Regions from separate parts of the Mus musculus genome. Here regions 1, 3, 4, 5, 6 and 7 are each linked to region 2. A link is a contact called in public Hi-C, HiChIP or PLAC-seq and promoter capture Hi-C data. All regions are on one chromosome and are shown on one strand. The core of a region is the stretch at or near the end of the contact, and the rest is flanking DNA. Distances in the headings are between cores, read along the strand shown.

What was found. Promoter capture Hi-C pulls out the DNA fragments that hold promoters and counts their contacts. Hi-C and Micro-C count contacts between places; a contact is called where the count stands out from the background. HiChIP or PLAC-seq counts read pairs in DNA pulled down with a chosen protein or histone mark. Capture Hi-C pulls out chosen DNA fragments and counts their contacts.
Region 1: a Hi-C map of B cells shows a contact between it and region 2, with 8 read pairs. The contact joins the promoter of Blvrb here to the promoter of Hnrnpul1 in region 2. A contact is called at or near these places in 4 of 39 promoter capture datasets (cranial neural crest, embryonic stem cells, frontonasal cranial neural crest and 1 more), 1 of 484 Hi-C or Micro-C datasets (B cells), 4 of 115 datasets of contacts at active chromatin or transcription factors (astrocytes, forebrain, large pre-B cells and 1 more) and 1 of 9 other capture datasets (embryonic stem cells).
Region 3: a promoter capture Hi-C map of liver shows a contact between it and region 2, with 5 times the contacts expected there. The contact joins the enhancer-like site here to the promoter of Hnrnpul1 in region 2. A contact is called at or near these places in 5 of 39 promoter capture datasets (the HPC-7 cell line, cranial neural crest, frontonasal cranial neural crest and 2 more) and 4 of 115 datasets of contacts at active chromatin or transcription factors (astrocytes, embryonic limb bud, large pre-B cells and 1 more).
Region 4: a promoter capture Hi-C map of hippocampal neurons shows a contact between it and region 2, with 6 times the contacts expected there. The contact joins the promoter of Zfp112 here to the promoter of Hnrnpul1 in region 2. A contact is called at or near these places in 1 of 39 promoter capture datasets (hippocampal neurons) and 2 of 115 datasets of contacts at active chromatin or transcription factors (embryonic forebrain and neural progenitor cells).
Region 5: a promoter capture Hi-C map of pre-B cells shows a contact between it and region 2, with 3 times the contacts expected there. The contact joins the promoter of Map3k10 here to the promoter of Hnrnpul1 in region 2. A contact is called at or near these places in 5 of 39 promoter capture datasets (cranial neural crest, embryonic stem cells, frontonasal cranial neural crest and 2 more) and 8 of 115 datasets of contacts at active chromatin or transcription factors (astrocytes, embryonic forebrain, embryonic stem cells and 5 more).
Region 6: a contact with region 2 is called in an H3K27ac HiChIP or PLAC-seq map of double positive thymocytes, with 5 times the contacts expected there. The contact joins the promoter of Zfp235 here to the promoter of Hnrnpul1 in region 2. A contact is called at or near these places in 1 of 39 promoter capture datasets (hippocampal neurons) and 2 of 115 datasets of contacts at active chromatin or transcription factors (double positive thymocytes and large pre-B cells).
Region 7: a promoter capture Hi-C map of liver shows a contact between it and region 2, with 4 times the contacts expected there. The contact joins the promoter of Pld3 here to the promoter of Hnrnpul1 in region 2. A contact is called at or near these places in 4 of 39 promoter capture datasets (cranial neural crest, liver, pre-B cells and 1 more), 4 of 115 datasets of contacts at active chromatin or transcription factors (acute myeloid leukemia, embryonic stem cells, large pre-B cells and 1 more) and 2 of 9 other capture datasets (adipose tissue and liver).

The regions. Positions count from the first base shown.
Region 1 is chr7:27,446,596-27,449,490 of GRCm38.p6, forward strand. It overlaps Blvrb (biliverdin reductase B (flavin reductase (NADPH))), which reads left to right and starts at 1,383. Exons shown (of 5, transcript NM_144923.3): 1 at 1,383-1,601. The coding sequence starts at 1,523. It also overlaps a transcript of Sptbn4 not described here.
Region 2 is chr7:25,753,323-25,756,022 of GRCm38.p6, forward strand. Hnrnpul1 (heterogeneous nuclear ribonucleoprotein U-like 1) reads right to left here and starts at 1,437. Exons shown (of 15, transcript NM_144922.3): 1 at 1,019-1,437. The coding sequence starts at 1,313.
Region 3 is chr7:27,466,242-27,469,153 of GRCm38.p6, forward strand. It overlaps the pseudogene Pgam1-ps2. Among named protein-coding and RNA genes, the nearest start is that of Sertad3, 6.1 kb to the right of the region's middle. Within about 2 kb of position 1,595, at least 15 of the 459 cell types and tissues checked have an H3K27ac peak or open chromatin away from gene starts, as enhancers often do.
Region 4 is chr7:24,111,054-24,114,030 of GRCm38.p6, forward strand. Zfp112 (zinc finger protein 112) reads left to right here and starts at 1,267. Exons shown (of 5, transcript NM_021307.2): 1 at 1,267-1,383.
Region 5 is chr7:27,673,324-27,676,161 of GRCm38.p6, forward strand. It overlaps Map3k10 (mitogen-activated protein kinase kinase kinase 10), which reads right to left and starts at 1,258. Exons shown (of 10, transcript NM_001290528.1): 1 at 20-1,258. The coding sequence starts at 701. It also overlaps a transcript of Zfp607b not described here.
Region 6 is chr7:24,131,083-24,133,970 of GRCm38.p6, forward strand. Zfp235 (zinc finger protein 235) reads left to right here and starts at 1,290. Exons shown (of 5, transcript NM_019941.3): 1 at 1,290-2,141.
Region 7 is chr7:27,551,807-27,554,716 of GRCm38.p6, forward strand. It overlaps Pld3 (phospholipase D family, member 3), which reads right to left and starts at 1,412. Exons shown (of 14, transcript NM_011116.2): 1 at 1,192-1,412. 2310022A10Rik (RIKEN cDNA 2310022A10 gene) reads left to right here and starts at 1,484. Exons shown (of 10, transcript NM_175107.5): 1 at 1,484-1,547.

The DNA.
Region 1 (2,895 bases), core at 133-2,632, 1.7 Mb after region 2:
CGCCGCCGCCGCGCCTCCCCCCACGCGCCGCAGCCGCTCCGCACGCCCCCGGGACCCCTCCCGCACGCCGCCCCGCCGCCCGCGCTGTCACACACCGGGCCACGCGTGTGATGCACAGCCGCGCTCGCGAGCGCTCGAGGCAGCGTCACACACTCCCACACTGCCACTCACACACCGGGCCCCTGGCAACGTCATACACACTCTCTCCACATGCACACTCTCATGGTGTCACTCCTTCGTAAGGGGTCAGTCAGGGTCAAACCTTCTAACTGTCTGTCACACGCAGTCACTTGCAATGTTTTCCTCTCTGGAATGTGTCCTGCAGGGTCATTCACTGTGACACACTCTGATATAGCCACCACTGACAGTGACACTCAGATATCACCAGTAGTTACCAATACAGTAAATAGTGCCCTGCAGGATCGTACATACATTGTTACTCAAATACTGCCACCACCACAATAAGGGTCACATGAAATCACTTGAACAGTATCACAGGATGGAATAGTGCTCTGCAGGACCACGCACTGTGACACACTCACATACAGCCACCACCACCAATAGCACATACAGTCAGGCATGTCACACACCTCCAAGGTGTCACAGAGTATCTACGCTCACACAACACAAAGTTCACAATCGCATAGTCTTACACGCTTAAAATGTCACACCAGTTGCCTAGGCACAAAAGATGACACACCCTGTGTTGCTACACACCCATACATCAGAGCCTCAACAAGACACAAAAGGAATCTCAGTTGATGTCACACACAGTCACACATAAATGGGATCATATCACGCACCCATGTGGTGTCCCAAACCTTCCCAATCCGAAAGTATCACACTCCATTACAGCTTACCATATCACACAGGCTGAGTACCCCTCACAGTATCACCCCCATGGACGCCAAATAACATTAATGATCTCTATACACAACTCACATTGCAACACAAGGAATGAAACCGGGTGTCGCCCACAACCATGCTGTCCCTTGTGGTCACTGAGGGTCACACAGGCACAAAATCACCCCACACACCCCTCTTGCTTGTTGGGAGGACGCTTTGGTAGAGGGAAGTACCATCTCAGAGCCTGTCTGTAAGGGGGCGTGAGCAAAGAGAGCACGGTGGGCGTAACGCCCCGGCCGGCCCCGCCCCGCTCAGCCCCGCCCACTAAGGGTGGCTGTCTCTAGTAGGCAGAGCGCTAAGTGACAAACTGCTCTAGCACCGCCCACTCCCTTCCCTAGAAGGGGCGTGGCTTCTACGTCTAAGCGCCTATCGGAGAAGGGGCTCTGGAAATGCAATTTGACTCCTCCGCCTACTCATGCTCTTTCCAGCGGGAGGCGTGGTCGCCTCGGTCCCGCCCTTTGAACCCAAATTAGGAGGGTGAGGCGGAGGCTGGAACCTTGTCTGGTCCCGCCCCCTCCTTCTGGGTCGAGGAGGACCCGCAGCGCGCCTCCTCGCAGCCACTGTGTTCCCGCGCGTCCTCGGAGTTCTCAGCTTTTCCGGCCCTGGACCCCGCAGCATGACTGTCAAGAAGATCGCGATCTTCGGTGCCACCGGCAGGACCGGGCTCACCACACTGGCGCAGGCGGTGCAAGCAGGCAGGAGCCGGGGCGGGTGGGGGAAGTCATGAACACCGGGCGGAGTTTTGGGAAAAGTCGTCCTGGGGGCCGGGCGGAGACCACACGGGGCGGTGTGTGCCCCAGCCTGTGGGCCAGCAAGTGGTCACGGGGGCACAAATGGAGGACTCTGACATTCAGCGTTATGTGGGTTCAAGGCGTAAAGGAATTAACTGTGGGAACCTGGAGGACTCCTCTGACAGTTCTATGCAAACCAGGGGTTCTTATGAAATGTCGTAACTGTGGTGGTGGTCCTAGTTAGCACACCCAGAAAGGGTTTTCTGAGCCAGGACTAGCTTGGCATCCAGCCAGCCGGGCCATCTCCTTACACGTGTTAAAATTCTGGTGACCCTCATTTGGAATGGGAACTAGTGTGTTACCCCACTTGACACATAAGAAAACTGAGGCGGAGAGGACTTGCTGGTACATGGCTGTGTCGGGATTTGAACTCCGGTCCGTGGTCTTAAGCACTAAAAAACTGTCTGCAGGCTCATAGTTTGGTCACTGGAACAGAAAATCGAAAAGGTTAGGCAGCAACTTACTTCAAAGAGAATGGAGGTGATCACCCTATAAGAGAGGGGCAGTCCAAGAACTGAAGTCCTGGGAAGGACATTGAGCTTTGGGGCCTCCCGAGGGGAGGGCGCAGGATCCCCCATCATCCCCTGGCTCCTCAGTCTAGAAGTTAACTCTGGACCAGACGTGAAAGTTCCAGATAAAGAGCCACACCCTTGCTAGCCTTGGCGATTCTTAAGATATTGACTATCAGAGTGCCCCAAAAGGGTGGAGGCCACAAAGAGCCCAGTCCCTGCTGGTTCCCAGCACAGCTCCTGCTTTGGGTGAGGCTTTTTCTAGAAGTTCCATCCCCCCGCCCCCCATGGGCTATCCTTTCCCCCAGGGACTTAATGAGGGCCTTAATTCGTGGCAAAGGAGAGCGCCCTGGGCCTCCCAGAGAAAACAAACTACAGGCTGGCTGTGGTGGTGTAGACCTGTAATTTCCCCCACCCCTGGAGAGGCAGAGGTAGGAGACTCAGGAGATCAAACCTATCCTTGGCTGCGCAGCAAGTTCAAGGCCATCGTGGGCAACCTTAGACCCTATGTCAAAACAACAAAACAAAAGCAAGCTGCTGATAAATCATTTCTAGGGAGGAACAGGGAAAGGAAGAGAGAAGTTGACAAATGCTGTGTCACCATGAATTTGTGGAGTATCCTGTTAAATACCTTAATCCCCAATACCACTGTTTACTGATGGCTCTCCCTGCTGGTCACAGTCGGAACT
Region 2 (2,700 bases), core at 187-2,686:
ACACACAAGGGTCCCACCAGAGTTACCAACTCATTCCCCACAACTCCTGTTTCAAAAACTACCCATAGTTAAGAATGCAAGGCCACTCAGCAGAAACCACAGAGTACTAACCTGAGTCCTTCCAATTCTAGGCCCTCTAGTTTCTTTGTCCATGAGAAGATTCTGTCCTTTCTTGTCACCATTTAGATCCCAAATCTCCTCTGGAAGCCAACTAGATAGCCTAGACCTCCCAGTACCAAACATACAAGTTGTACCTGCCCTCAAGGTTGACCCTGTAACCTCGAGGAAATGTAGGAGTTGGGGATAGGGGTTTCCAAATCTGCTGGTCTTTCATTACCTCCTAAAAGGCCACCTGGCACACACTGGAGAGTTCAGTCCATGTTTTGGGAGACTCTTCCCAGCCTTGGACACCCGTAGGTCCAAAGTGCCAGTCCACCCCCAGCACTAAGCAGATCTTATCCCATCCGTGAAGAAAATCAAAGATCTTCTACCCTTAAAATTCTCCCTGACCTGCACCCTAGGCCATTCTTCCGCTACCTGAAAATCCAGCTTTTGAGACTCAGCCCAAACGGTGGACTAGCATGGCTACCCCAAGCTGTCAGCTCACCGCTCGGCTAGAATCTCTCATTTTCCAAGACGCCGCCCCCCGACACCCCTTTCCCTAAAACGTCTAGTTCTTCCGACTTTTTCCAACTCAAAGCCACAAAACAGAACCCCAAAGCAGTTTCCAGTCTCCGAATCCCAGGATATAAAATCCTCCCCGCCCGCCCGCTAGGACCCTGGTCGCCTTAAAATAAAATCCATCCCCCTCCACACGGTTTTCCTTGCACCGAAGGCCAGGATCCGCCCTCAGGCTGCCCCGAGGCCCTGGCCGCAGATCCTTTACAACGGCAGGTGGCAGGATCCCTGGCTCCTCAGACCATCTCCTGGATCTCTGTGGAGTCGAGCTCCCGCGTCCCACAGCCCGTCCTCGGCCCGGACTCCAGGCTCCCCGGTCCCCCGCCCCGCGCACTCTCACAATGTCCGTCCGGCCCCGAGTAGCCGCCGGGCTCCGGGTGCGGCTGCAGCCCGGGCGGCGGTGGCTGCGCGGTCCCCTCCAGCTCGGAGCCCCCCTCGGTCTCGACCTCCTCGTTGTTGTGCCCAGGTAACCCCGGATCGTCGTCAGCCTCGAGCTCCCGTTCGTCTTCGGGCTCCTCGGCCTCTAGCGCCGCCAGCAGCCGCTCAGCAAGCTCGGCCTTCAGGCCGCGAGTGTCCAGGCCGCGGCGCTGCAGCTCCTCGCGAAGTTCGTTCACCTTCAGGCGACGCACATCCATGGCCCGGGCCCCCGGGGCGGCCCCCGAGCCTGGCCCGGCCTCCCAGGGCTCTGTCCCCCCTAAACCTTGCCTGTCAGGAGGCGAAGGGGGAAAAGGGGGGGCCACTCCAATGGCGGCGGCGGCTCAAGATGGCCGCCGCCGCCTCCTCCCCCTTGCCCGGACCGTACGATGTAAAACGAGTCTCAATTGGTCAGCGCATGGGGCAACGGGCGCGGGCCCGGGAACCAAGCCAATCACAGTGTGGCTTTCAAAAGAACGGTACTAGAGGGCTCAGGAGCTGCCTAAGAGGAAGCGTTAGCCTACGTTGAAGTCGCGGCCAGAGTGGAGGGCGGGAAAAGGCGAGAGGCGGAGCAAGCGCTGATTGGGTAGCGCTCGCGCGCCCGCTGCGGTACAGTCAAATGAAGGAAAGGGAGTAACGACTTGGAGCCATTAGCAGCCAGATCTCAGAACAACCGCCCAGTCTCTCCGCGCCGTGCTTCCCTCAGACTCTCTGTAAAACACATTCTAACTGGTCTTCATCTCACGCCCCCTCGCGGAGGCCAAGCGGGTAAAACCACCACAACCAATCAAATGCGGCGGGAAGAGGCCGGCCAACCCTCGTCTTTCCTGTTGCCTTTCGGGAACCGGAAGGAGATTAATTCACCGAGGCCCCGCCCCTTGCCGTTAGGGCGGTTTCAAAACAACCTGTTCGCCAATCGCAGTTACTGTTATATTTCACCACTGCCAGAGCTTGAGCGCTTTAGAAAAAGCGAACTAGATTGGCCATTCTTGAGAGGCTTGCCTCTCAAAGTTCTCCGTACAGCAGGGTATAATACGGAATGAAAATCAAGTGGATCTGTTACTCATCGTTTGTTAGAAACCCAGTTGCCTTTATGAGAAACAACAACAACAAAATTGGTCCTGGAGAGCGCTGAAGGGTTGAAAGCAGGGGCTAGGCTAACAACGGGAGAAAAGTTGTGTGGTAAATCGCACCCCTCCCTTTGATGCACAACCTCCCAGGGCGCTTTCTCTATGGTTGCTAGACAAGCCACTCTGCACGCAACCATAGAGCCTTCCCGCTCTGGGCATAGCTGCAGAAGTTCGCGGCTTTCCATCTCGAATCCATTAAACCGTTGTTGCTCAACCTCAATCTTGCTGTGTCTACTCTGACCAATTCGCACACGAGAATCCGTAATTACGACAGGTTGTGTTAATCCATACACCTGTCGCCCTTTGCTCAGAAGACAAAAACTTAGTGAAATAACACCGAGACGCACAACGCAAATGTGCACCGACATCTATAGCCTTAACTCCCAACAAAAGCCACAAACACTCTCTATTAGACACACGCAAACATCCCACAATAAATGAATAGGCGTGACAGGCCAAAAGCATCAATTCAGGATAA
Region 3 (2,912 bases), core at 345-2,844, 1.7 Mb after region 2:
TTCCCAGCTCTCAGGAAGCATCAGGAATGATAGCTCTGACCCTGCTGTGGCACCCCAGATCAGCCAGAGCTTCAGAAGCTCAGGGGCCGGAGGCAGTTCAGGCACCCAGCACACCTTAAACAGAAAGGGCTTGGTGGAAGATAGATGTATATCCAACCTGAAGCCTGCATTAGTAAGAGTGTGCCTACGGAAGGTTCCAGAATAGGGTAGCGTTTCTGGCTAAAAAAAAAAAAAAACATGAGCAAGGGACAGAGAAGCATATGGCTCCATTGACAAACTACACGTGGTCCCTGCAGTTAGTGATGCCAGGCATGTCATCCCAGCACTTGGAAGACGGAGGCAGCAAGAGTAACAGTCCTAGACCATGTTTTCAGTAACAGGGAAATAACAGCAATATTACTAATAGTAATACTGCCACTACAGTGAAGTAGAGATGGCCAGAACTAGGGAGGTCTGCGAAGCCTGAGTTGTCCAGACTGACAAGATGGCTCAGCAGTTACGGGTGCTTGCCGCCAAGCCTAATGACCTGAGTTCAATCCCCAGGCCCCACATGATAGAGGGAGCGAACCAACTCCTGTGAATTGTCTCCTGACTTGGACATATGTGCTGCACTACCTGCATGCCATGAGTGAATAAATGTAATGTGATCGAGAAGAAGTAGCTCAGAGAAAGCCAGGCTTTGCAGGCCATGTCGACTTACAACTGCAATCCCAGCACTCGAGCTGCTGAGACAGGAGGATCGGCGTAATTTTGAACCCAGTGTAGGCTATTGACTCAAAAAGAAAAAAACAAAAAACAACAACAACAAAAAAAAACATTGCAAAGGAAGTAGGGGTGGAGGCATGGGCTCCTGGAGATTTTTTTAGAATTGTTTTTATTATTTTTTGTGTATGGATGTTTTGTCTGCATGTATGTCTGTGCATGCCTGGTATCCAATGAGGTCAGAGGGTGTTCAATCCCCTGGAACTGGTTTTAGAGATAGCCTTGAATCAACATATGTGTCCTGGCAATTGAACCTAGGACCTCTAGAAGAGCAGTCAGTGCTCTAAACTTCTAAGTCATCTCTTTAGCCTCATAAAGAATTGTTTTGTTTTTTGTTTTGTTTTGTTTTGTTTTGTTGGGTTCTAGGGGTGTTTTTGTTTTTTTGTTTTTTTGTGTTTTTGTTTTTGTTTTTTTGTTTGTTTTTTGTTTTTTGAAACAAGGTCTCACACAGCCCAGGCTGGCTTCCAACTCTATGTAGCCAAGGATGACCTGATTTTCCTGGCTAGCACAGTGCCCAATCACTAGAATTACAGGTACATAGCGTGTCTGGCTTAGGTTTTACTTTCTAAAGCTTCTGGACGTGAAGCCTAAGAGAGCAGGGATATGGGGTGGACAGAAAAGGAGAGAGGACCCTCCCTCCAGCTAGGTCCTGGGTGAATAGTCTGTGGGGCAGGAGGAAGCTCAGGCCATAACTAAAGTGATGGTTGGGCTTTACTGAGGGGGGGGGGCACTGGAGGATTGCCAGTTTAGGATGGAGAAGAAAGGGGAGGAAGTGCCCTACACTGGCAGTCCAGGTGGCACAGGCCCTGTAATCCCAGATCCCGGCAGATGGACGTTAGAAGGAATCTGAGCTGCAGAGTGAGGTCAAGGCCAGCCTTGAGTGCACTGAGATGCAGCCTCAAAGAAAACAGGAAAGGAGAGCTGCAGATGTGCCTCAGCCTTTGAGAACACTGCTGTGCTTCCAAAGGCTCCACATGGGGGCTCACGACTTCAGTCCCAGGGGATCCAAAGTCTTCTTTGTGCACCAGCCGGCCAAGTAGTGCAGACATAAACATGGGCAAAACACTGAGACACACACACACACACACACACATATATATATATTTAATTTTTTTGCTGGGAGGTGCTGGTGCACACCTTTGATCCCAGCACTTGGGAGGCAGAGGCAGGCCGATTTCTGAGTTTGAGGCGAGCCTGGTCTGCAGAGTGAGTTCTAGGACAGCTAAGGCTACACAGAAAAATCTTGTTTGTCTGTCCCTTCAACTACCCCCCCCCAAAAAAAAACCCACCACCACCACACATAACCTTCCCTCAAATAAACAACAAAAGCCCCATAGAGGCACGCACACTGCAGCCCCTCAGGAAGGCCAAATTTTCACAGAGGAGAGAAGCAGCTTTGTCCAGGAGGTTTGTGGCTGTTCTGGGTTTGAACCTGTCTGCCATCTTCCTGATATTCATTGTGTGGCCACAGGACTTCCCGCTGGGTACAGAGATGGGGTACGTACCTGGGAAAAGGAGGTGGAGGTGGGATTGGCAGTGTGTGCCTGGGCCCCACCTCACTGGTTAGAAGGAGTGGTTTTTTTCCCCCTAATACCAGGGATTGAATCCAGGGTTTTGTATGAGATAGGCACACACCCACACTCTACCACCCTATCCTTTGAGACAGGATCTTATGTAACTACCACATCCAGGTCAGGTGGGAGATTTTGGGGTTTTGTTTTGTTGCCGTGTACCTGTACTCAAGTGCATATACACATACCAGTCAGAGGACAGCTTGTAGGTTCTTTCCTTCTTTCTTCCTTCCTTCCTTCCTTCCTTCCTTCCTTTCTTTCTTTCTTTCTTTCTTTCTTTCAGATTTACTTATTTTTTTTTTTTTTTTTTTTATTGCACATCACTCCTTTATTATACTGATCTGGAAAGAGACTTAGTTGTTACGCCCAAACGAGCTCTGAACCCACACGGTAGGGTCAAGCAGCTGGAACATGATTCAGACAGTGAAAGACAAAAACTCGGACATGATCCAGGGGTACTTCACCTCTACAAAACAAGGCCAAGGGATCCAAACACAGCAAGAGGTACAAGGAGTTTATCCCACTGATATGAGGAATGGCTTATTTTCTGGTGACCACACAGGACTGTTTCAAATGTCA
Region 4 (2,977 bases), core at 17-2,516, 1.6 Mb before region 2:
AAGTTATGGGGGAGGGAGGTGGGAAACAGACGTCCTCTTCTAGTTTTCTTGGGCACTACACGCAATGGTGCATATACATGTGCCCAAGCACACATGTGCACACACGCACACATACATTAAATATTTAAAATTATTAATTCAGTTCCTTTGTACTTGATTTACCTTTTTCTGCATTCCTGCTTCCATGCTTTTTATAGAATTGCTTCTTGAACTGGGTGGGGATTAGTTACGTTGAGTTTGTCCTAGTGTCACGTTTGAAAAGCTTTTCTTTTCCAAGATTTTTATAAAGACAGTGGAGGTTGGAGAGCTGAAGGTGAATAGTGATAATCAGCAGAATTAAATAAGGGGAATCCCATCCCATAATCAGCCTCCAAACCCTGACACCATTGCATAAACTAGCAAGATTTTGCTGAAAGGACCCTAATATAGCTGTCTCTTGTGAGACTATGCCGGGGCCTAGCAAACACAGAAGTGGATGCTCACAATCAGCTATTGGATGGATCACAGGGCTCCCAATGGAGGAGCTAGAGAAAGTAGCCAAGGAGCTAAAGGGATCTGCAACCCTATAGGTGGAACAACATTATGAACTACCCAGTACCCCGGAGCTCTTGACTCTAGCTGCATATGTATCAAAAGATGGCCTAGTCGGCCATCACTGGAAAGAGAGGCCCATTGGACATGCAAACTTTATATGCCCCAGTACAGGGGAACTCCAGGGCCAAAAAGGGGGAGTGGGTGAGTAGGGGAGTGGGGGGAGGGGGACTTTTGGGATAGCATTGGAAATGTAAATGAGGAAAATGCCTAATAAAAAATATAAAAAATAATAATAATAATAATAAGGGGAATCCCTAAACTCAGGACTATGCAAATGATCTGGAAGGGAGGTCCGCTGGGGTTAAGGCAGGCCCTGCAGATCCCGTGAACTGTAGACCCAAGCAGTCCCTGACGTGCTCTGGGGAAAGCGCTGTTTATCCCAATCTTCCACAGAAAGCAGGGAAAGCATCGTGGTTCGAAGATTTTTGGCTTAGGGTATGCCAAGGACTTTCAAAAGTCTGAAGTCCGGTTTCCTTACTCCATGGCACTTCCGCTCGGGGAAGGCAAGGACTCTGAAAATTCTGGGAAATGTAGTTCATGACCCTCCCATCCCCGGGATGATAAGATAACTTCCGCTGCAGGTGGGGGGGGGGGGCTGAGAGGCCATCCTTCCGGTTGGGAAATGTAGTTTGGGAATCCTCAGTGTGCAAGATCCTCTGCAGGAGACTGCAGGAGACTGTTCTCCCCGCAACCTTCGGGAATTCTGGGAAGTGTAGTCCTGGCTGCCTATGCGGGAAGAGTCACTTCCGCCCCAGGTGTGTGAGGCCTTGTTCCGTTCCTTTCAGAAAGGTGAGCCCTCCCCTTTACTGACCCCTCCCGAGTGTGAGCGATCCTTTTCAGGTTGCCCTGGGTGATAGCCACCAGGCTTGTATCCTGGGTAAGGAAGTCTGCCTCGGAAAGGTAGAACGTGAACTTACTTTGGAAGAGCATGCCCGAGTGTGCTGCGATTGCACACACTGACTCAGGCCTGGCCCGGGGCTGTCAGTCACCTGGATGGAGGGTCTCCTGGGCGATGGGCACCCCCAGCCGCCTCCCTAGCTCTGGTCACGATGCCATCTCCCAGCAGTGGAGTTCAGACTCTCCATCTCTGCCTCCATGCTTTCCACCACGCCTTGGTACCTATCCAAGAGTGATCTAGAGTTTCCTGCAAGGCTCAAAACTGCTGACGCGCGGTAGGAAATGGGACATTTACTATCGGTGCTTTCCAATTTCAGAGAAGCTGGACGCTTTAGTGACCCACGGATGGTCTCAGAGCTCCTGCTGTAGGGTCTCTGGACCCAGCCTGTCCCCATTATCAAAGTCCTTAATGACTTGTTTTGTTTTTGTTGAGACAATCGTTCCCAGCTTTGTGTGCAGTGTCCACTGTGCCTTACGGGGGCCGGGAGAGGTGTTAGCTGAAGTCCGGTTTCTCCGAGCAAGTTGTCTTCTTAATCCTTTATATAAAAAGTGCTGCAGGGGAAAGAGGCATCAGAGAACGTGGTAGTGGTGCAGTCGTTTGAATGAGAAATGACCCCGTAGGGTCCAACCTTTGGATGCCAGGTCCACAGTTTAGAGGGCGGGGTGCTGTTTCTGGAGGTTTGGCTGGTGTGGCCTTGCTGGAGAAATACGTCATGGGGCGGGGTCAGCCTCCAAGGTGTTTGCTCGCTATGCTTGAGTTTCAGAAGGGAGCTCTCAGCTTCTTGCTCCTGTTGACAAGTCTGCCACCTGCCATGCTGTCCCTACTATTATGGAACTGAAAGCCAAAATAAACGCTTTCTTCCACACCTTATTCATGGTGTTTGATCACAGCAACAAAAAGTAACTAATACACAGGGGTAGACCTTAGCATCCTTCTGTCAATCTGTCTGTTCTGAGGAGTGAGGCTCTCTTTACTCATTAGCAGATCCACTTATGAAGTTACCCTAATATTTTTTAATTAATTCTGGACGGGATAGAGAAATGCTTGGACATAAAGAATAAGTATGAAATATAAACATTTAAAACTAAATGCTGTACGGGTTCTATCCAAATTAATAAATATAACTCTTAAAAGAGCTTTATTGGATGTGGAGTCATCATTATTTTTATCACTTCTATTTAAGGAAAAAAATAAAATTTGTTTTTTAGAACATAGGTTAAAAATTTACTGATTGTACCAAAAAATATAAAATTATTATCATTATATCCTGTGTTCCTAGGTAATTATATTTCTTTATAGTCTACTTATTTTCTTAATCGTATACGCTACAGTTACTTCTACAATCATATTTGCAGATAACACTACAGAATCATTTTTTACAATCGTATTTGCACTAGCCATACTGAAATGGCTCAGCCTGCAAAGGCACTTGCCACCAAGCCTGACGTCCTGAATTTGATCCTTAGGACTCATATGGTGGAAGAA
Region 5 (2,838 bases), core at 8-2,507, 1.9 Mb after region 2:
GAGAGAGGATACCACTTACTGTTGATGGACTTGAGGTCCCGGTGAATGATGGGCACAGGGGCATCATTGTGTAGATAGTTCATGCCCCGAGCCACCTGCACAGCCCAGTTGACCAGCACATGAGGGGGGACCCGGCGACCTGCCAGTACCCTGCTCAATGCACCTCCCCGAGCATATTCCATCACCAGGCAGAGGTTTGGGGGGCTGAGGCAGGCGCCCCTCAGGGCAATGATGTTGGGGTGCTGCAGGGCTCCAAAGAGCCGGGCCTCCTGGCGGACCTGCTCCGCTGTCACTGCCGGGTCCCGTTCAGGGTCCAGCCGAGCGGCCTTGACCGCTACTTCCTCTCCACGCCATACGGCGCGATAGACTTTGCCAAAGCCCCCGACACCGATGATCTCCTCCAGCTGCAGCTCGTGGAAGGGGATCTCCTGTGGCAGCTGGAGGTCTGAGGGTGCGGCGGGTGCAGCGGGGGCCACGTAGTTGCTGGGGAAGACGCCCACACGGCCGCTGGGCAGCTGCCCTGTCCACCAGCCCTCATCTCCAGACACCGCACAGTCCTGGGAAAGCACCTGGACGCGGTCGCCTCTCCGCAGGGTCAGCTCCTCGTCGCCCACCGCCTCGTAGTCGAACACGGCGGTCCACACTGGCCCCGCGGGGGTCGCGCCCCACTCTCTGGCCGCCGCCCCCTCCTCCTCCTCCATGGGGGAGGGGCCGGGGGCTGCGGGAGGCCGCTTCACGCAGGCTGCCCGCGGAATGCTGAGCGCGGGGCCGGGAGGCCGGGATGGGAGACAGTCCCTGCGGACCCCGGGGGGCTCCTGGGGACCATAGCTGGGGGAGGGGCCTCCGCTGGAGCGAAGGAATTAAAAAGAAAAAAAACCCCAAAAACCTAAAAAACACCTTTTTCAAACGATAGGACCGATCCCTCGGATTTGGCTGTGCAGGAGAGGCGTTAGGTTCACCTGTCCCCAACGATGTCAGGGCGCAGGGAGGGCCGGGTCGAGCGGGGCCCGCCGGCGGAGGCCGAGGCCGAGGGCAGCAAGCGGCCGCCCCTCCCCGCGCCTCTCACCCCGCGCAGCTCCACCGGCGGCCCCCGGCTCCGCATCCTCAGCCACGACCGCAGGGCCGGGCAGGGATGGCGGCGCCCCGGGGGCGGCCGCCCCGGGATGGGGTGGCGCGCCCCTCGGCCTCCTCACGCGAGGAACGCGTGGGCGGCCCCCATCCTCCTCAGCCGGCTCCTGGTCGGCCCCCTAAGTCCCTCTCCCCGCCGGGGCTCTTGGCGGTGTCCAGTGACGTGTTTATGCTGCCGCCGCGATGCCGCCTGGGAGTTGTAGTCCCAAGCTGCGAGGCCTTGGGTTCGTCCCAGGCTACATGAGCCCTGGTCCTTAGGCCCTATCTCCTATCAGGGCGAATGAACCAACGCTTTCTACAAGCCCTGCAGGAGACCCGTTCATGTTGGAGTTCACGGTAACTGACTCATTTAGCCAAGGGAAACATAGGAGCTGAATGAATGGAGATTACGGACCGATACTCCTAAAGCGGTTCGGACAAGGTTCGCAGGATAGTCTCTAGGGTCCCTGGCTGGAAGTGCATGCTGGGAAATGTAGTTCGTTCGTGGACCATTGCGCTCCTTGAACCACCTGCTTCAGAGAGCAATGGGTGACTGGAGCAAGTTAACGCACAGACTTGTGCTGCCTCTTTGGGCAGGAGCAGGCTGGAGGGCGAAGTGTACTGTCTCGAAGATTTCATAGCCAGATTTGCTTGCCTCACCAGCTATGGGATCACTGGCATCTGCAGTAAGAACTTGTCTATACTCTTCTGCCTCCTATAATGAGCTTCAGTTTGGAGAGAGGGGGCTGAAAGGAGGGGTTTCCGGGGGTGGGGGCTTTGCTCAGATGATGTCATTAAATCTTCACGAAGAGCCTCATTTACAGGTGACTCAGAGAAACAAACTCACTTTGTTCAAGATTGCTAAATTATAAATGGCAAAGCAAGAGTCAAGGGCAGTTTAAAAGAAATTGAAAAATTGAAAAACAAACACTGTCAGTGATCGTATTTTTAAATTGTGTGTGTGTGTGTGTGCGCGCGCGCGTGCGTGCGTGCACGCACCCAAAGAGGGCGTTGGATCTCCTGGAAACTTCAGTCACAGGCGGTTGTGAGCCACCCCATGTGGGTGCTGGGGACCCAAATTCAGGTTCTCCGCAAAAGCAGCATATGCCCTTTAGAGCTGACCCATCTTTGCCCCCTACGGTAACTAAGATTCTGGTTGAGTTTATTTGTGGGACAGGCAAAGAACTGACTGAGAGGGACAAAGGTGTGCGTGTGTGGAGCTTTATTGAGGCAAGCTGACAATCGCTGAGTTGGGAGTCGTTACAAGGGCTCTGTGTTTAGCATTTTATAAGACTTATGGGTCCTCTCATCTTAACATTTTGCCTAGGCATTTGTCCTTCTAACCTTTCTCTAAGGAAGGAAACAACCCTGGCAGGAAGGCCGTTTCTCTACCTGCCTATATATTTTTCTAACTTATCCTCAGCACCATGTTTTTAGAATGCTGCCTTTCTATGTATAGAATGCAGAAGGTGAGTCCTGTATAACGTCAGTGGCTTGTCCAAGAACTATAAACGTCAGGGGGTAGAATCCTGGGTCTTTCCAGTTTGGTGATCCTAAATGGCTTGAGACTCTGGATAGAGGAAGGAAGAGAAGAATTTTAAGAACTCTCATAGCCAGATTCTGAGACACTGATGCTAAAAGATCACAGGAAGTGATACTACTCCTGTAGCTGACTAACAAGTCTCCTGTTGTCTGCTTAGGGAAACTAGGGGTCTATCGAGAATGCTTGTT
Region 6 (2,888 bases), core at 40-2,539, 1.6 Mb before region 2:
GAGGCAGATGTAAATTACAGAAAGTCAGCTCTCTCCTTCCACTGTGTGTGTTTCAAGGATTGAACTCAGGTCCCCGGGCCTGTACCTGCCAAGGCATTTGCAGGCCACGGGCAGGGTCTCTTGTTTCTGCCACACTAAGAGGTCAGGCTAGCTGGTATGGAGTCTTCTTGCCGGCTTCAATATGGCACTTTGCTTTTATTGTGAGAATCAATAAATGGTTTTCTTTTTTTGTTGTATCTGTAGGTTGTATGGGTGGTGAATATCCAAGGACACAGCATTGGCTATGAGTTAAATCCAGTGTTTCTCAAACCTAGCTTCTGGTGCACTCAAGAAAACAGCTTTTCCAGTTTTACTTACCCTTTGCTTCCAATTAGTGTGTGTGTGTGTGTGTGTGTGTGTGTGTGTGTGTGTGTGTGTGTGCATGTTTGGAAGAAGAAGAGTAATTATGGCACAAATACAGGAGTCACATACGTCAGGTGTCAGTACTACCACTGAGCCAGGCTCCCAGCCCTTCACTGGGGGATTCTAGGCAGGTTGTGGTTTGACTGAGAATGCCCCCATAGCTCATATATTTGAATGCTTAGTCTTCAGGGAGTGGAACTCCTTGAAAGGATTTAAAAGGTGAGCAGGCGTGGCCTTCTTGGAAAAAGTCTATCACTGGGTATGAGCATCAAGATTTTAAAAGCACATGTGAGTCCATTTCTCTTTCTCTGCCTCTCTGCATATGGATCAGGATCTAAGTCTCAGCTACTTCTTCAGCATCATGCCTGCCTGCTGCCATGTTCCTGCTCTGATAAAGGACTAAACCTCTGAAAGTGTAAGCCAGCCCCCAGTTAAATGCTTCCTTTGGTAAGAGTTGCTTGGACTTGTGGTATCTCTTCAAAGCAATAGAACAGTGACCAAGACAGGAGTTGGTACCAGGGACTGGAGTATTGCTGTGACAAGCCTGACCATGCTGTTTGTTGAAGGAATATGGAAGACTTTAGGACTTTCCACTACAAAATTATTAAGTGCTTTTTGATTAGTAGAGCTTAGTGGGTCATCCTAGGAGGAGAATGCAAGACAAGGGCAATTTGAGCTGGGGGTGGGGGGCAGCTCAAGAAGTTTCAGAGGCAAACAGTACATGGCCTAAACCATTCTAGTCATATACTGAGGAAAAAAAGTGGGTGATTTTTGTCCTCATCCTAAAAATCTGCCTGAAGCTAAGTTGATGAGTTTTGTATTACTGGCATAAGCAGGGGAGATTTCCAGACAGCCTTGTGTTGACTGTGTCTTGTGGTTATTAGCAGTCGCTCTCATGGAGATCCAGCATGAGGAGGAGCAAGCCAGACAGAAAGAACTATGCAGTGTGGAGTGTGAGGAGAAAAGAAGCACCGTGAAGGCTTAAGGAAAAGCCTGATTCTGAATGCTATAAAGGGAGTGCTGACCTCAGGGCAACACCCCACCCAGCGAAGCCTCCAGCCTGTGAGAAGGAAGAGGAAAAGCTTCAGCATGAGGGAGGCCATCAGTTCCAGCTTCAGCATGAGGGAGGCCATCAGTTCCAGCTTCAGCATGAGGGAGGCCATCAGTACAGCTTCAGCATGAGGGAGGCCATCAGTTCCAGCTTCAGCACGAGGAAGGCCATCAGTTCCAGAAAGATAGTGGACATAGAATCGGATGGGGCCAAGGTCCAGACCATCGAGCAGCAGAACATGCCAGCTTTGGCCACTTGGTTCTGGCTTTAGAGTCAAGGATACAAGAAACACTTGGTTCTGGCTTTAGAGTCAAGGATACAAGAAAAGGGTTCTTGAGCCTCCCTTAGTAATGAAGGAAATGCCCTGAAGGCAGTTGTAGTATAGGAGAGTTCCTGCATAGTGGCCAAGAGAGGGCATTGAGTGAAGCTGTGAACCTGGATTATGTCGGAGACCACAAGATGTTGAAGATGCCAGAACTATGGGATCCCAGCTGCAGAGAGCTGCAGACTGAGGTGAAACCAGCCTGAGAGAGACAAGTGTGTTACAGCCAACATAGCCGAAAGAGTAAAGCATCTGAAGAGTGCTTTGACATCAGCATGGAGATGCAGAGTTTGGCCTCCACCTTTGGTTTTTAGTCTTGCTATGGTCCAGTGTTTCCTCACTATACTGCCTTCCCATTAAGAAATGGTAAAGTATATTTTATGCCATAACACATTGGATTATGTGGTCTGCTTTTTGATTTTGATTTTACAGGGAATTACAATGAAGAGATTGTCATGAGTATCATAAAAGTTTGACATTTAGATTTTTAAAAAATATTGGGATTGCAATAGATGGTGGGGACTTTTGAAGTTGGGCTGAACGCATTTGGCATTATGATATGGGCAAAGGCTTATCGAGACAGGTAGCAGAGTGTGATGGTTTGACTAACAGTGGCCCCCATACATCTATGTATTTGAATGATTGGAAATAGCAGGGAGCCATGCTTTCTGCCATGTTAATGGACTAAGCCTCTGAAACAAGCTTTGATCATGGTGTCTCTTCATAGCAGTAGAATAGTGACCCAGACACCCTGTGCTCTACCATCACTCCCACAGCCTGTGACTGGAGGATTCTATTCAGGGACTCTGCCTCTGCTGCTGAATCAGGCTCCTATAGCTGAGCAGTTGAAGTTTTAGCTTTTATAATATAATATAAAATGAGACTTCAGTGTTCTTAAAAAGGACCCACAGCTGGGCATGGTGGTGCTTACCTCTTATCCCAGCACCCGGGAGCGAGAGACAAAGGGATCTCTCAGTTTGAGGCCAGCCTGATCTACAAACAGAATTCCAGGAGATCCAGGGCTACGCAGAGAAACTGCCTCGGGGAAAAAACAAAACAAAACAAAACAGAACAGAAATAAAAAAGTATCCATAGATGTCTTACATGGCATTT
Region 7 (2,910 bases), core at 162-2,661, 1.8 Mb after region 2:
CTTTTGTTGTTGTTTGACAGTTTCGTGTAGCTCAGGTTGGCCTTGAACTTGTAATGTATCAGAGGCTGAGGTAGAGATCCTCCTGCTTTAGCTCCTGGACATTGGGTTTACAGACACACAAACCTGTTGGCTACTGTGCATTTTACAAATGGGAAAGCAGGAATTGGAGAGGCATGGTTTGGTGGCCTGGGTTTCCCACAGGTTTAGGGGTGAAGCTGGGACCCTGGGATACCATAGAATACCATATAATATCCCACACCATGGAAATATGTGAAACGTGTACCCACAGAGGAGGGAAAGCTATAAGGCTGGGTGGCTCCTTGTGGGTAATGCTGAATACAGATGTGTTAGTGGAGAGATGGAGACACCAGGGCGATTTGAGGGTAATCTAAGGGGAGATGGAAACAGGAAGTACAAGAATAACTGGTATGAAGAGATTTAGGGGAAATGGGGGTTTCATGAAGGAGATGTGTGGGTGACTAAGACAATGATGACAGAGAGACCGGCTCATCAGTGCTTGCAATCCCCACACTCAGGAGGCTGAGCAATTGGATCTAAAATTCAAGGCCAGCCTGAGTTGCACTGGTGACTGAATGCTAATCTCCCGCACAGGTACCCAGTGCTAACAAAGATGGAAGAGTGACCAGCGGAGCACTGGGGACAGCAGGGGCGTGTCTGAGCTGACATACTTTGAGGTTACAAGGAGACCCTGTCACATAAAAAGAGAAAACTGAGCATATAAGGCCAATCAGGGCTTAAGGGGAATGAAAATGAATAAAAAGGACAATGTTTGTGCTGAAGAGATGGTGCAGCAGTTAAAAGCACTTGTTGCTCTTCCAAAGGACCTGAACTAGAAAACCCAGCATTCACATGGGATGGCTCACAACCATTCGTAACTACAAATCCAGGGAATTAGACATCTTCTGATCTCCTCGGGTAAATGCAGTCACAGATACTCAATTAATTGTAAACAAACAAAAAAACAAAAATTACTTCTTAAAGGAGGGGGCGATGTGAGAGAGGTCATGGCGTCAGAAGGGGAGGGGTGGTGACGATTTAAGTGGGGTATGATTTAAGAGAAGGGATGAGGGCACCTAAGTGGGCCAAGGACGATATAGAAGAGATGCATTATAGACGAGAGGGTGACACAGGGAGGGCAGCCAAGGTGTCGCGCACCAGATCGCACAGTACCTGCACGTCAGAGTCTTCTACTCCAGAACCTAGCCCCGCCTTCCCGCCCACCTGTGCGCAGGCGCAGTCGCGCTAGACTGCGGGCAGGGTGGGGGCTAGACTTGATCCTTTCTGATTGGCGGCGTTCTTCGCGACCGAGGCTCTGTGTTGTCATGTGATGGTCGCCGCCCCACACTCTCTTGCTGGTTGGAGGCTAGGAGGGCTAGAGCGGCTGGTGGAAGGTGCAGTCTGGCTTCCGGTATCAAGGGCAGGACTTCCGGGGCGGGCGGCCCAGGCCGAGGGAGGAGTGTCTGACAGTTGGCGCGACCCGGAGGGCGGGCGGGCGCCTCGTGGGGGTGCGGGCCCCAGAGTGCCAGGTGAGGTGCGGGACTGGGACGGAGGAGGTTAGGGATGGAGATACGGGGTGGCCGGGGGTCTGGACTTCCCGCGCAGCCCATACTGTACGATCAGATAAATGATTTCTCTTTCTGAGCCTCAGTTTCCTCTTCTGTACAATGGGGGCCCAGAAGCTGACCGTAGAACCCGTGTAATGGGACGTCAGGTCGTGCACACCCGTTCTGCTCTCAGAGCTCTCCATGTTACTCTTCCATCCTCGTTAGCACTGATGATGGGTACCCGCGCGGGAGCTGCCCGAGCTAGCAGGCCAGCGGGTTTGGGTTCTAATCCCAGCTTCCCTTTGCAAGAACTGGGCCTGTGTCATTACCTTTCTGAGCCCAAGTTTTCTCTGTTTAGTGAAAACCGATAATCTCAGGCTCCTATGTTCGTCGTGTGGATCCTGATGAATGTCTTTGGCATACCAACAGCTCGGTGGATCGGGATTGTAGCTGAGAGTTCTAACAACATAGAGGAGGGAAGCCCAAAGGAAGCAAAACAACAGTCAAGAAGATTGTTTGCCTCTTTCCTGAGTCCTGAAATAGCGATTTAAAATAATGACTAATGCATGTTCCTCAATTTAAAAGGGGGCATTTTGCATTGTTATCCTAGCCAGGAGAAGGGAACCTTAACTTGAAATACAATAGAAATAGAACATTCCTCTTCATTTGTGGGCAGTAAATGAAAGATACTTGAAAAGTTGTTTTGTTTGTGTGTTTGTTTGTTTATTTACTTATTTATTATTTTTGAAGCTGGGTCTCTGTTTGTAGCTCTTTCTGTCGTGGAACTCACTACATAGACCAGGTTGGCTTTGAACTCACAGATAAACTGCCTGCCTCTGCCCCTCTACCCAGTGCTGGGATTAAAAGCCTCTGCTATCATGCCAGGGTGGCTAAATAGTCTTATATACTTGGTTTCCACCTCACATCTGCATGCAACTTACATTAGGTCTACAACTGTCCCAGTCTGTCACTAGTTTAGTTCAGATTTAATGAATACCTGTCAGACGTAGTTGTAGGAACTTTGAGTTTGCTGTTTTAACCCCTCTAATATATATATTTTTTAATTTTAAATGACATGTTTTATTACACTGTATGTAAAACCAGAGGATAGCTTGGCCTGGTGGCCTTTACCTACTTAGCCTACTTATCTCTCTGCCCCTCCCCACCTGCCGCCCCCCCCCCCCCCAGGAGAAAAGCAGAGGTACTTGTTTTTAATTTTTTTCCCCATTGATGTACCTGCCCATGCATTTCTGTGGAGATTAGGAAAAGTTTTGGGAGTCAGTTCTCTTTCTCCGAGTGGGATGCCGGTTCAGGCGACAGAACTCCTGTTGTCTGACTTGATGGC